Linked DNA regions of Ovis aries: region 2 is linked to region 1. Evidence: chromatin contacts called from public Hi-C data. All regions are on one chromosome and are shown on one strand. Each heading gives the region's core, a stretch centred on a gene start, on an enhancer-like site or on the middle of the called end of the contact. The rest is flanking DNA. Distances are from core to core; before and after follow the strand shown. Region 1 overlaps RASSF3 (Ras association domain family member 3). Region 2 holds the start of RASSF3 (Ras association domain family member 3).

Evidence for each region. A called contact is a pair of places that touch in the nucleus more often than the background predicts.
Region 2: a Hi-C map of muscle shows a contact between it and region 1, with 2.9 times the contacts expected there. The contact joins the promoter of RASSF3 here to the enhancer-like site in region 1. A contact is called at or near these places in 6 of 16 Hi-C or Micro-C datasets (blood, muscle, omental adipose tissue and 2 more).

The regions. Positions count from the first base shown.
Region 1 is chr3:155,289,029-155,293,186 of ARS-UI_Ramb_v3.0, forward strand. The region is part of intron 1 of RASSF3 (Ras association domain family member 3); the gene reads right to left. Among named protein-coding and RNA genes, the nearest start is that of RASSF3, 62 kb to the right of the region's middle. Within about 2 kb of position 1,498, at least 22 of the 54 cell types and tissues checked have an H3K27ac peak or open chromatin away from gene starts, as enhancers often do. A contact at or near this core is called in muscle, where this site is marked.
Region 2 is chr3:155,351,549-155,355,509 of ARS-UI_Ramb_v3.0, forward strand. RASSF3 (Ras association domain family member 3) reads right to left here and starts at 1,666. Exons shown (of 5, transcript XM_004006496.5): 1 at 1,374-1,666. The coding sequence starts at 1,484. It overlaps LOC121819126 (a long non-coding RNA gene), which reads right to left. Exons shown (of 3, transcript XR_006059343.2): 3 at 2,219-3,961.

The DNA.
Region 1 (4,158 bases), core at 248-2,747:
TACCATATATACTTATAAATCAAGTATAATTGATTTACAATATTATAACAGTTTAAGGTATATAACATAGTAGGCTTCCCAGGTGGTGACAGTGGTAAAGAACCCGCCTGCTAATGCAGGAGACACAGAAGACTCAGGTTCAATCCCTGGTTCAGGAAGATCCCCTGGAGTGGGGGATGGCAAGCCACTCCAATATTCTTGCCTGGAGAATCCCTTGGACAGAGGAGCCTGGCGGGCTACAGTTTATAGGGTCGCAGAGTTGGACACGACTGAAGTGACTTTGACATGTAACATCCTGTTTGTTTCAAGTGTAAAACATAATCACTTTATATGTACATAAAAATGGTCACCAAAATAAGTTTAGTTTACATTCATCACCACCCATAGTTTTTTTTTTCCTTCTGATAAGAGTTTAAGATCTACACTATTCTGTGATCTTGCATTTTTCAGTCAACTGAGGTAGCAACTGTTCACCAAGGCCTACTCATGCAGCAAGTATTTTCTGAACAGAAGCTGTGGGCCAGACCTTGCCCCATGAGGGAACGTCACACAGCACCTCTATCTTCATGTGAGTGAGGAATGCCAGAGAAAAAAAGACTTCCAGGAGGTTAGCTAAGCTCAGTTCCTCCGAGCACAGGAGTCTGGCAGCAAAGGGAAAGGCCTAGGAGCTGCCCGTGAGGCCCTGGATTGGAGGACACTGGTTTCTCTTAGTGTCGGAACTGGGTAAAGTCTCCTGATTAGGGAAATGTCTAGATTATTTAACCCTTTAAAAGAGGACACCCTCGCCCTTCCTCTCACACCAGAAGAATCCTCCTGCCTGTCCTCCAAGCACAATGCATGCCTATGGGCTTCCCGGGTGGTTCGGATGGTAAAGAATCTGCCTGCGATGCAGGAGACCTGGGTTTGATCCCTGGTTCGGGAAGATCCCCTGGTGGAGGGCATGGCAACCCACTCTAGTATTTTTGCCTGGAGAATCCCATGGACAGAGAAGCCTGACAGGCTACAGTCCATGGGGTCTCAAAAGAGTTGGACATGACTAAGCTATTAACACTACTACTATACTAGCAGAACAGAACCCAGAAGGGAAAAAGTAGATTTCATGAGTACAAAGGTGATAGCAAGGAGAGGGTTAAAAAAAAAAAAACCCACGTGGCGGGCGTGGAGCAGAGAGCATGGAGCGTAAACATTCATCTGTAATTGCATGGCGAGGAGGAAATGGCATGGTCGCAGGAGTCTGTGAACGCATCCGCTATTGTTCTTGGCAGCTGGGGAGGGTATGGTGCCACGCCTGAGAGTGTCTGTTTGGGAAGTTAGTTACCAGTCATCTTTTTCATAAGCCACTTTTCTTTTTACATTCCCCAAACCCTCCAGTTTCTAAGAGGGTGAGCTCTTCCATGCAAAACTATAAACCCTAGACTCTTTGCTCATATTTATACCTAGCAATCTCTGGACAGCTGCTCTTGGGTTTGCCTCAGTTCCTGGGTGAGGTCACACTGCTGTTTTTACACCGACCTTTCAAAGGGGGCACGCCCTACCTCCCAGACACACAGGAATCCCAGGCAGCGTGGCTCAGACTGTGTGAAGGCAGCGTGGCCCGGCTCCAGGTTGGAGGGGCTCACAACCCAACTGTCCAAGAATATACAGACCCCTGCAAACCTGGACACTGCTTACACCCTTCCTGTCATTTTTTTGTCTAATTCTGAAATCATATCACAATTAAAGTTTTTTCTTCCAATTTTATTGATATAATTGACAACAGCACTGTATAAAATACAGCATAATTTCTTGAGTTAAAAATATAACAAAAAAAAGACCCTAAGCAAAGTATAAAGCATCTGAGAATAACTACGAGGGGGGAGCAGGGAGAAAGGGAGAGAGATGGGAGGGCAGAGGGAGGGAGCAGGAGAGAAGATGAATACGGCCCCACTGCTCCTTCTGTTTCAGCCTAGTGAAGGCAGTGGTCTAAGGCTTAGGCATACTTAGGTCTGAGTCATGGCTCTGCCACATTCTAGCTGCAGGAGCAAAGGTGAGTTATTTAACCTGAGTCTCAGTTTTCTCATCTTTTTAAAATGTACAGAACAATATGAACTTTATAGAACTGTTATGAAAATAACAGTCATGTCTGACTCTTTGTGACCCCTGAGCAATACAACCCATTATTCAACAACTACTTATTACATGCCTACTGGTGCCCAGCTGTGTACCAAGCACTTAAAACTGGGAGAGACCACTCTGGTCCCAGCCTTTCTGCCTTTTCTTGGTTCTCAGCCTAGTCATGACTTCTCTGGTGGCTCAGACGGTAAAGCGTCTGTCTACAATGCGAGAGACCCAGGTTCGATCCCTGGATTGGGAGATCTGCTGGAGAAGGAAATGGCAATCCACTCCAGTACTATTGCCTGGAAAATCCCATGGACAGAGGAGCCTGGTAGGCTACAGCCCATGGGGTCGCAAAGAGTCGGACACGACTGAGCGACTTCATTCATTCTTTCAGCCTAGTCGAGTCTGTCTTACTCCCTGCCCCATCCCCTTGCATGTGTGGCATTGTTTTGTTTGCATCACAGACTTCTCCAAGAAACAACTGACTCTAAAAATTGCAAATAGCCCAGATTCCTAGGTTGAGTGGAGGACAATACATATCCGCATCACGCCAAGATAGGAGTAAAGAGCGTCATCACCTCCCCACTGGTGGTCCTGCGGCTCTCATGGGGAGCAGCTCTGACTCCTGACCAGTCTGGGGACCAGCCTCTCTCAGTGGAGGGGGATAAACTTATCAAGTCAACAGGCGCCTTCTCTAAGTGAGGTTCCATTCCAAACTCATAAATTCCTACTTTCCATCTCCTCTCCAGCTGAAGAAACAGGCAGTGACCTACTGATGTCCGTAGAAGACTGGGGTGCTGGGTGCAATTACAGCTGGAGCAGGTGCCAGCCTTGTACTGCGCAGGGCATAAAACACCAAGCACCCTCCTTCCTGACACTACACTTCCCTGGACCGGTTGGCCATGCTGCAAATGGAATTCACAGATAGCCTGAGAGAAACGTGGTCTAGGTAAAGACTTCACACGTCTTCCTTCCAGGTTCTGTTCCAACAAAGACGTCATATAAAGTATCATGGACCTAAGCAAAATAGAAAAATCTCCTCCAGGAGAGATTCTTCTACTGCAATCAAGGAGGAACCTATAAGCAAACCAAAGCAGGTCTGCACATAAAAGCACAGGATGAAGCAGTGATTTCCAGGAACTAGTGAGCAAGCCGTTTGCAAGGCTCAGAAGACACTTTCAGCAAGTCAGATGCGATGCTCCTGAATTGTATTTTAAAGCATTAGATTAGCAGGTAGGAAAACAGTGTCCCGAGACGTCCTTTACATGTGCAAAGCGGAAACCCTGTGATGAATACAGAAACGCTGCCACACAAAGCTAAGCCTGCAAAGTCCCAAGAGGGTCAATTCAGGAGCTGCAGGAGCCTCAGGCTCGATCCCTGGGTCCAGAAGATCCCCTGCAGGAGGAAATGGCAACCCGCTCCAGTACTCTTGCCTGGAAGGTCCCATGGACAGAGGACCCTAGGAGGCTACAGTCCAAAGGGTAGCCAAGAGTCGGACACGACTGAGCAGACACACAAAATGCCTTGCTCAGTCCTGATGAGCGCTCGCAAGAAAGTCCATGGGGGACAGTCAGCACCTGTCAGACGTTCCTCGCTTGCGGGACCACACCTCTAAGTGTCCCAGTAGGTAGAGGTGTTGTGGGGACTCAGAAAGTTCCATCCAACAGCATGATCTGAAATGATGGAAATGTTCTAGATCTGCATTGTCCAGAACAGAACAAGCCACACATGGCACCTGAGAGTTTGAAATGGGGAACTGAGTTTTAAATTTTATTTCATTTTAAATAATTTAAGTGTACACAGCCTCAGGCAGCTAGTGGAACTCCAGTGGGACTGCAACGTGGGCAGGTGTAATGAACGAGGGAGGAAAACCCACAAGAAAGCAAAGCAAAATACATTACAGTAAAAAGACAATTGTTCTGGAATAGTGGAAGTGTTACTCAGCTGTGTCCAACTCTTTGTGACCCCATGGACTGTAGTCCACCAAGCTCGTCTGGCCATGGGATTTCCCAGGCAAGAACACTGGAGAGGGTAGCCATTCCCTTCTCCAGGAAATCTTCC
Region 2 (3,961 bases), core at 416-2,915, 63 kb after region 1:
GAACTTTCAGAAATACAGAACTTTGTTGTTGAAGTCACCTAGCATATGTTATAGCAGCCTCAGGTTAAAGTGACTAAGCCTTAGAAACAATTGACTCAGAACTTCACTTGGGATCATCAGCTACTGAGTAAGGGCACCTGACTCTTGCCCTTCCCTACCTTTCGCCCCTTCTTCAGGTTTGGAAGTTAAGAGGTTCAAAAAACTAAAACTTCCGAATCTTAAAAAGAAATTTGACCTCCTAAAGTGGTTAAGAAAACTTAAAAGGTCTGGCAAGGAAATCCTGACACACTAATCCGTCCTCACTCCTCCCATAAGCCATCATCCGGCCCTGATTTTCCTTGCCTCTAGTCTCCAGAAAGAAGTCTGATGGCAATGTTGGGCGCGCGCCTGCTGTTTTTTAAGAGCAATCATTTTGTTCCATTCCAGCCTTCTCTAATCGGATACCAGTACGTCTGCGTTGGCAGGACTTCCCTGCTGAGGCTCCCAGGGCCAGGAGGCCGCGGGGTTCAAGCACCGGACTCAGACATCAGCCCAAGCGTCCCCTTTCGGGCGAGCCTCCTTGAAACACACAATCATGGTCGGCGAAACCAACCCAAGTTTCCTTCCAATCTTTTCCCAAGTCATGCTTTCCACTGCACGCTTCCTCCAAAAAAGGAAGAAACCGACCGAAGGCTCAGCTCTCGCCGGCTGCTCCTACCTAGTACCGGAACTTGTTTGCAAAACATTAGATGCACCTATAAACGTGACTTTACTGGAAACGCACCACCGTGACTCCCGCCACCCAGATTTACTGAGCGCCTGCTCTGACGAGGCCCCGCGTTTCCCTCAGCGCCCCCCACCCCGCCACGAGAGGCGCTCCGACAGGGAAGGTAGGGGAGGCGGAGTCCCGACGTCCACTCCTGGCCGTTACACGGCCCCCAAAACACTCCAGGGGCCACAGGCCAATGAACGGACTAATAGAGGGGGCCTCCATGAGGACCGCGAGGGGGCGAAGGGCGTCCCCGGGCACAGAGGAAACGTGGGGAGTGGCCTGGGGACGACTCCAGGCTCTCAGAACAGCTCCCCAGCCGCCGGCCGCCCGAGGCGGAGTCGCAGAGGCCATCTGGCGCGGGAGGCGGGAGAGGGCCCTCCGCCTCCCCGCCCTTCCTCCGCTTTCCTCCCCGGTGCGCCCAGCGCAAGCCCGTAAGCCCGCAGGCACCAGTTCGAGGCACTGCTCCGGGATCCGACAGAAGCCCCTTCTCGATGGCCTCCTCCTTCCTCGCGAGCATCCCTCGTGCACCCCGCAGAGACACGTGGAGTTGGGGTCCTGCCGCCCCGGGATTTCCCGGGAGCGACTGGGCGCCGGCTACTGCGTCTACGGGCACACCACTCACTTGCTGGCCGGTGCGGAGCTTGCCCTGGGGCGCTCTCCTGAAGAAGGAGGTCCTGGCGGTGAAGAAGAAGTCCTCGGAGTCCTCCTCCAGGCTGCTGTAGCCGCTGCTCATGCTGCTGGTCCCGTCGCGCGCGGGCCGCCTCCCCGGGGCGCTGGCGGTCAGGCAGGGGGTGCCGCGCCCGCCCGCCCCGCGAGGTTCCCGGCGCGCGGCCGCAAGCCGCCGGCGGGCCGTCCTGCTGCAGCTGCGGCCGCCGCTCAACCCGGCCGTCCCGGCCCCTCCCGGCTTCCCGGCCCGGCTCCTGGCGCGGCTGGGGCCCCAGAAACACCCAGCGACCCCGCCCCCTGGGCCTCGACCCCGCCCCAGCCCCGCCCCGCGCCCCGCGGGCCCCGCCCCGAGAGGCCTGGGACGCGCCCCAGGCGGTCTGGTCACTCCCGGCGCAGGTGGGAGTGGGGAGTATGTAGCTGGGCTGTTCTACGAGCGCTGCTCTTCCCGAGCAGTATTTGGGGAGCCCCCCGCATCCCTGCTTAGACGGCTGCGTCTGTGCTTCGGGTCGCTACCCCAGCCTCCCGGAAACTGCCAATTCCTCGGAGATCAGTGCCCCCGCCCGGCTAGCTCGGGTTTGGGGGAGGGCCCAAGCAGAGCCGGAAACTTTCTCCGCCGTCTCCGCACTGCTCGCCCCCTCCCGGGGTCCGGCGGGTGAAAATTGCAGGGCGGAGGGACACCCCCCCCACCAGTCCCACCCCCGAGACCCTCAGGAGTTCTGCAGTCTTTTCGCCCCGAAGAGAACTCTGGCAACCCAGCCCTCCAAAGAGGGTTAAAAGTTAGCTAAGAGGCGTGAGGAAGTAACGACTGGGTAGAGTTTATTCAAATAAAAACATCCTTTCCGGAAATTCAGTTGAGCTTTGGTCTTTCTCGCCCTTCTTTCTAGTGAGGATTCATTCCGATATAAGGACGGCCAAGGTCATTCTGATCTTTGAGGCCACTTGGTGCGAAGCAGGGTGAACTAGTTCTGCAGTTCGAGTGCTTATTAATTAAACGTGTTTTTTAAATCTTCCCTTCCAAAATCCGCTTTACCTACCAGGCACGGTTTCAATCTTGGGGTGAAGGGTTCAGGGAACTCTTCACCCTCCTCAAAAAACAAGTCCCGTATTTTCTGAATCCTTCCAGTCAGCTAATCCTCTTTAAAAATGCAAAATTTTTCTCCAGGCCGCCTGTGGGTGATAGTCATTTACATCTTGGTGTTATTAAATTAATTTAAACCATACTAATTCCCTTGCAGAGATCCTGACTGAAAGGTGGTTTTGAAGTTTCAGCTCTGCTGTGGTAAGCCGGCTTTAGGAGAGGTTACATTAGGAGGGGAAGAGAGGGTTAGAAAACAAAATTTTCAGCCATTATAGCTAAACTTTCTTGCATTATCTCCTTTAGTCCTGAAAACAACTGCATAAGGTAGTTAGCAGGCTTCCCTGGTGGCTCATACAGTGAACAATCTGCCTGCAATGCAGGAGACCTGGGTTCGGATCCCTAGGTGGGAGAGATCCCCTGGAGAAGAGAATGGCACCCACTCCAGTATTCTTGCCTGGAGACTTCCATGGACAAGAGGACCCTGGGGGGCTACAATCTGTGGGGGTCACAAAGAATCAGACAGGACTGAGCAACTTCAAGGTAGTTAGTACTATTTTACACTCATTTTACATGAAAATTTAAAGGAACAAGGGCTATTAATTCCCTGTAACAGTCCATGCAATACTTCTATTTTGGGTGTAAAAAAGTCAAAGGATAATTGGAGACTTGCTCTAAGATACACACCTAATCCTTATACTTTATTGTCTGAAATTCCTGAATGAGACAATTATTTTTCAGTCATTGATTTGAAGGATGCTTTCTAGAGTTAGCTTCCCTTGTGGCTCAGCAGGGAAATCTGCCTGCAGTGTGGGAGACCTGGGTTCGATCCCTGGGTTGGGAAGATCCCCTGGAGAAGGGAAAAGCTACTCACTCCTGTATTCTGGCCTGAAGAAATCCATGGACTGTACAGTCCATGGCGTAGCAAAGAGCTGGACGTGACTGAACGACTTTCACTTCACTGCATCTAGAGCAACTGAGGCTTAAAGCGAGGAGGGAGCTACTGTAAGGACTGGGACCGCTGTGATCTGAAGAGCTTCAGATGCCCTTCTAGGTTCTCTCCTTGGTCAGTGGTCAGCCATGTGGAATAGCTGGGAGGGAGAACTGGCCCAGAGATGACAAGAAGGATAGAATTGGCTCGAGTCATTCTCTCCTCAGACAGAAAGAAGGCTTGCACGCCTTCAGGCTTACTCACATCCAGTTTGCAAAGTTGTCTATTAACCCAAAAGAGTCTCAGCCACCCTAGGCAGCAGGCCTTGGAATTACAGCCAGTCCACTTTAAAGATCTTACAACATTGAAGCCTTTCCAGCCTCACAGCCACTGAATAATTAGAAACCAGATATTCTATGTTGTTTCACCCAATCTAAGCTGATCCCTGTGAGAAAATGTTAGTCACCCCGTCATGTTCCACTCTTCTGTGACCCCATGGACTGTCGTCCACCAGGCATTTCTGTCTATGGAATTCTCC